Regions from separate parts of the Rattus norvegicus genome. Here region 1 is linked to region 2. Evidence: chromatin contacts called from public Hi-C data. All regions are on one chromosome and are shown on one strand. Each heading gives the region's core, a stretch centred on a gene start, on an enhancer-like site or on the middle of the called end of the contact. The rest is flanking DNA. Distances are from core to core; before and after follow the strand shown. Region 1 holds the start of Apcs (amyloid P component, serum). Region 2 has its middle 19 kb from the start of Dusp23.

The links. A called contact is a pair of places that touch in the nucleus more often than the background predicts.
Region 1: a contact with region 2 is called in a Hi-C map of liver, with 6 times the contacts expected there. The contact joins the promoter of Apcs here to the enhancer-like site in region 2. A contact is called at or near these places in 3 of 12 Hi-C or Micro-C datasets (hepatocytes, kidney and liver).

Annotation. Positions count from the first base shown.
Region 1 is chr13:87,904,966-87,908,029 of GRCr8, forward strand. Apcs (amyloid P component, serum) reads right to left here and starts at 1,543. Exons shown (of 2, transcript NM_017170.3): 1 at 1,416-1,543; 2 at 567-1,305. The coding sequence starts at 1,482. The coding sequence ends at 686.
Region 2 is chr13:87,650,248-87,653,249 of GRCr8, forward strand. No RefSeq gene overlaps it. Among named protein-coding and RNA genes, the nearest start is that of Dusp23, 19 kb to the left of the region's middle. Within about 2 kb of position 1,289, at least 4 of the 93 cell types and tissues checked have an H3K27ac peak or open chromatin away from gene starts, as enhancers often do. A contact at or near this core is called in hepatocytes and liver, where this site is marked.

The DNA of each region.
Region 1 (3,064 bases), core at 293-2,792, 250 kb after region 2:
GATTTGAACTGTATCTTGTGAGAGGAAGGAAGTGTGGGAGGAGTGTAAAGACATTTCTGTTAGCAATATTACGTGTTCCTCAGACATGGAATCTGTCTGTGATAACATCTCAGTGGCTTGCAAAAGCCAGGTGTTCTAGATCACCACTGGAGCTTTTGAGACATCATACATGTTTGTTTTCATACAAATTGATCTCAGTTTCTATATGTTTTTAATTTTCATTTTTATTCTAATCTCTCAATTTCATTTGCTGTCCAGTTTTTAACTGTCACTTATCTTTATCATTGTGTCCCTTGAGCAACATCATTTATTGACTTGTACTTTGAAAAGTAAGCAGAAGGATTTCTACTGCAATTTTACACATATTTTGAGCTATTATTAAACTGATCACCAGTAGCTTATTAGTGTTGCCACTTTCCTCCTTGTGAAATGCTTTGGCATTTCAGTTGCTTAAATTCCCCCTGCTTTATAACTTGATTTTTCAAGATATTGAAACACCAATTATCAAAAGAAGTAGAGCCAAGAGAAAGCATTTGAAATTACATCAAGCAACAAAACAATGCAGGTAGAATTTGATAGGATTTTTATTTGGCAGATATGTAGACAGGACATTCATAAAGAAGAAAAAACTCCAGATAGAGTGAGTTCTGCCACCTTGACCTCGTACACACTGATCATCTCATTTTCATGAGCTTTTGTTGTCCCACATACGGGGCTTGATGACTACATAACCATTTATTTCATAATTCAGGGCCCGCCAATCCAAAATATTAGGATTGGGTGGGAAACCTCTGTCCACAGAATGAATGTTCTCTGGGGTCAGCACACTGTCCCACATGTACAAATCTGCAATCTCTCCCACAAAGGACTGTGTCTTATCAAACCCTCCTCCATACGTATCCTGCTCCTGTCCCAGGACAATACTGGGTGAGGATTTCACAGTGTATCCCTTCTGCAAACCCTTTTTTACCCAAGGCTTTCCATTGACCCAAAATTCAGCAATACCAGAGGAGGACTCCCAGCTGGTACAGAAATGTATTGGAGAAGGGAATTCTTCTAAACCACGGACTGTGACTTTTGAATTTCCAATGTATAGGCTATATTGTCCAACTTTGTCTTTATAAATTAGTAGCTCATTGTCTCTGCTGTTGACACTGTAGGAGAAAAGACTCTGAGAGCGGGAAAGGTCACTGTAGGCTCGGAAACACAGTGTAAAATTCTGCAGCGGTTTTTCTAGCCATGGGATCAGCTTCACATAATCAGTTTCAGATTCTCTGGGGAACACAAATACCTTCTGATTGAGGTCTGTGAGATAAAGCAAGAAAGAGAATGCATTTCAACAAATTCAGAGAAACAATATCTCAGGTTCAACTTTTCTCATTTTATGCTCCCCGACAGTAGCCTAAACTTCTTACCTGTCTGAGCAAAGGCTTCTGAAAGAAGGCTGGTGAAGACAGACATCCAAAGCAGCAGCTTGTCCATGCTTGGTCCAGGGTATGACAGCAGCAGCAGCAGCTGTTGCTTGGGTATGGGACGAAAGTGTGGTGGCCCCCTATGCTCTTCAGATTTTAAGTTTTGTATGTGCCTTTGATGACAATGAAGGGTGGAGAGAAGCAACACCATGTGAGGTATTCCCAGGTCCTCTTTTGTCCTGCCAATATTTAGAGCTGTTATTGGAAAGTAAATGATTAGCTCCTGTGCTGGAAAATCAGTGACAGTTATTCATTAGACACAAGCCAGTGCTAGAGCTCTAATCCCTGTGACCCAGATTCCATTGCTGGGAAGAGAAGAGATGCAGAACTTCAAGATCCTACCGATGGAACGAGAGGCCAGGTTGGCCACATGAGTTGTTCTGTTTTGCAGCTGGGTCTCTTTCTCATGACTCTGTGCTTTGCTAGACGGGGATATGGGGACAGGGCAATTACATACCTATTAAAGTTAAGCAAAGTGGCCTTTTCCGTGTAGGACGTTCTAGAGTTCCAGCTTCTGCCAAGCACCCTAAAACATCTATTTGTCTCTTTGATTTCGATTCCTCAAATAATGAGTAACACATCCAGGCATAACTAAGAGGATAGAGACAGCTGAACTACAAACTTCCTGTTTGCCCTGAGCATACTAGTTTTCTACAACGATTACTCAGCTACCCTTTATTTTATGACTCATGATGCTTTCTTATCTTAAACTTTCTTATTTCTCATTGTGACTAATTGGTTTTGGTGACATACACACCTGCCGAAAGTCAGCGTCTTCCTGTTTCCCGCTCTTTCCTTTGAGCCCTTGGGCATTAAGATGCATCTTTGCTGATGAACGCATTGTTGCATTGTGCTCAGATGTGTGCACTCATTCCCACACTCATTAGGTGTGGAGAATTAGATGGGGGCCCACTCTTACAGTGCCAATGAACTTCATACCTGTGTTCTCTCCTGCTAATTTAAAAGTCAACCTTTATTAGTCACCACTCAAAGCTGCTTGGCTTTCTCCTTTCTGCTTGCTTGATTTTCTTTCTTACCTCTAAAACCTATAGAATCTTTATTATCATTTTTTTGTGTCTAGCTTATTATTATTTTCTTTCTTTCCTTTCAGTTCACCTTGGGTTAATTAGGCTTTTCAATGACACATTGAAAATGACACTAGCATGGGTAATCATCTTCTTCAACTCTACTCTCATTATTCTTCAAATCCTCATCTCTGGGAATATTTTTTTAAATCTATTTTTTTCTAATCTAAGCTGAATCTCGGGTTGTGAAGCCTTTCATAACTTGCAAAGTGTGGGTGAGGAGTAGACTTAGCTGGAGTTACACATCCTATTATTTCATGCATTATATACTGAACTTTCTTCTTGGAAGCCTATGCCATCTCCAGTATCCCTCTCCCTTGCTTGTGTTCTCTGAATCAAATCCTATTTTCCAGTCAAACACCTCTATTTGTTACTCTTTACTTCTGACTTACATCCTGACTTTGTTACTTCTATTCATCACCTTGAAATCCTTTATTATCTTTTTCTTTTTATTCAAACCCTAAAGGTTCTTCAAAATAAATCTCAAAAGTGATCTGCTTTCTAAGG
Region 2 (3,002 bases), core at 39-2,538:
TGGTTTTTATTTTCTGAGAAAAGGTCTTGCTGTGTAGTCTTGGCTGTCCTAGTACTCTCTATACAGTCCCAACTGGCCTTGAACTGGAAACAATTCTACTTCAGTCTCCTGAGTGCTGGTTTTCTTGGCCTGAGCTACCACCCTAGGTTCCTTGGATAGCTTTGAGGGTCAAGTGCATCACATCAACTTACGTTGGATATCAGGAAGTGCTGATCACCTCACGCTGTTTTAGAAAACGAATTAAAAGTTTCATTTTTGTGATGGCCTTGCCATCTTTCCTAGGTTAGTCTGGGAGTCCTGCTCTGGTGCCCTTCCCTAGCCTCCTTAATGCTGATGTTACAGATGTGAGCTACCACACACAGTGTCCTTTTGTGTTAATACCTTTTCTGTGTAGCTGTTTGCAAGCTCAGAGCTGAATTAACCAGTCAGTTTTGTAAGAAAATAAGATGAAAAAAAATCACCTATGTGGTTCCTCTGTCTTATCTTATTCTTCCTTTGGCATTCTTTAAAAACAGAAGCCTCACCTCAGTGGGTAAGTGTTAAGCCACTTCGGAGGATGAGGACCTGTCGTGTGTGTGTGTGTGTGTGTGTGTGTGTGTGTGTGTGTGTGTGCCTTTATTAAGCCAGTATGTGGTGTGAGGTCATCTAGTGGGGCTGACTATGGAGCTGGGAGGCTCACCAGTGGCCTTTTCCATAAGAGGAGAGCTTCAAAGCAACTTTCCAGGTGAACAGAGGTAAGGAGCAGCAAGATCTCAGGCCTGGTGAAGTTCATGCCCATGCCTTCAGCTCACTGCGGTCCTCCAGTAGGGGGCAGCCCTGAGCCTAGTCATTTGGGGATGGGATGGAAGTGGAAAGGCTGACAAGGTTCAGCTGAGGGCTGGACCTTTCAGATTATTAGTGGTGTCATAGAAGGAGTGTTTAAGCATTGGGCAATGCATATCCTAAAGCGGGTACATATTAAGCTTTGTGATTTTCTTCCCTGACAATAGAGATGGTTTACTGCTGGGAGAATCCTGTAGGCTTTGGGTGATACGTCAGTGGTACGTGGCTCACATAGAGTACAATAAAGTGAGCTTACACCGTGCAGACACTCGGAAAGAAGGCGAGGTGAGGGGAGGAGTTCTGAGTAGCAGTGAATTCAATCCTGGGAATTTTCGGCACCATGGCATTTGGTGGGGAAGATATTTTGGGCAGTGGGGATTGCGGTGTGTCTCCAGTTACACCATTTGAGTAGTTGCTTACTCTTCTGTTTGTGGGTCCAGGCTTGTCTGTCTGGGGGCATGTGATCTGCAGGTGTGGATAGGAAGGTCAGAGGGGGGAGGGGATTGAGCAAGAGGCTGACGTGGGTGGGAGGGAGAGAGGGACGAAAGCTTTCACAGGGCTGACTGCTCAGGAAACTTAACACCTGGAAGTCCATCCTAAAGTAACTGTTCAAAACCTTTCATTAATAAATAGCTTTTCACCTTTGGTACGCAGGAGAAAATTCTGGAAGGGGGTTCGTAACACTGCACCAGCACTGTAGCCAGGCATGTCAGGACACATCTGAGGAACTCACAGGCACGCTCAGCTTCTTTTAGCCTTTTCCTACAGCTTCCTTACAACCACAGAAAGCTGCTGTACTGAGGAAAAGCCCCACAACGCTTTGGGGTAGAGGTATGCCGCAGCCGGCCCACGGTTCTTTCCAGCAACTGATGGATTTGTTACCATTAGTATAAGGTAGCTCTCCAGAAATTCTGCAATTGCCTCTCGAAATAGGGAAACCTCAGGTCATGTGGGTAGGGTATTGCTAATGGGGGTGAAAACTTTTCCGGACCATTAAAACCAGTTCCTGTCACTTGCCTCTAAGTAAAAGTTTAAACAAACCTCTGTTCTGTGTTAGGAAAACCAGAATCAATACCCGATTATAGCAAAGTTCAATGTCATTCTACCTGATTCCACGGAACTCACAAAATCCACAAGGGGCGGGAGCTGAGATTGATGACTCTCAAGTGTTCAACTCAGAATCCAACTTCTTGGGCTGTTATCCATAGGCTTCCAATGACATTAATCACCAATAATCATGGTTGCTGTATTAACATTGCACAGCGCCGTACAGCTCTTAAATCATTTTCCATATACATATCATTTAATCTTTATTAAAAACCCCACAAAGTGATTATTACTCTTGTACTTTTCCAGAGGAGAAAACCGAGGCTTAGGATAACGTAAGCACATTATCCCAGATCTCAGGGGGAGTGGGTGTCAGTGGTGCGCTTGTATCAGGTCTTACTGATCTCAGTCCATTTCTGCCATTGGGGCAGAGTCCAGAGATCAGAGTCAGGATTGGGGGTGAGAGGCAGAGCATGGACTACTACACGAGGCAACATCTGGTCATCTCGGAAGGGGCTGTCCTCAGAGAAGGACAATCTTTCTCTAGCAGCAAGGTAATCAGACAGCCACCAGAGACCTTTATATCTGGAATTAGGTTCGACACCTTCGACTTTCAGATGAGGGGGCAAAGATACAGAAGTTTGCTGTCTTTCAGATTCACGAAGCTGCCCGGAGATTAGGCTGGGATTGTTGCCCAATTTTCTGCCCTTAAAATGGAATTTCGGCCACTCTACCTGGGCGCTTTTCTAGCTGTGCAGTCTGTTCTTTCGACGAGGAAGCAATGTGTTTACAGTGGAGGATGATGGGGCACGCCTTAGATAGGCGAGCTAATAATAACATTTGCTCTGATTCATCAAACACCTGTGAAACACTGCATCAGATACTCTGCGGGCATGCTCTGCAATTTTCACTGGAACTTGCAAAATCTGTATTATTATTGCGTAAAGAGATGGGGACCAGGGATGAAGAGGGACTAGCCAAGTGACACTGAGTTCGAGATTTTTTCCATTGTACAGGGTAACCTCTGCAATAATTTCTCCCTTGCCCTAGAAAAACTGAAATATCTGAGTTCTTTTTTTTTACACAGTCAAGTATCTGTTTTAGAAATCATTAAAATTCAAATCGTCTGTGTT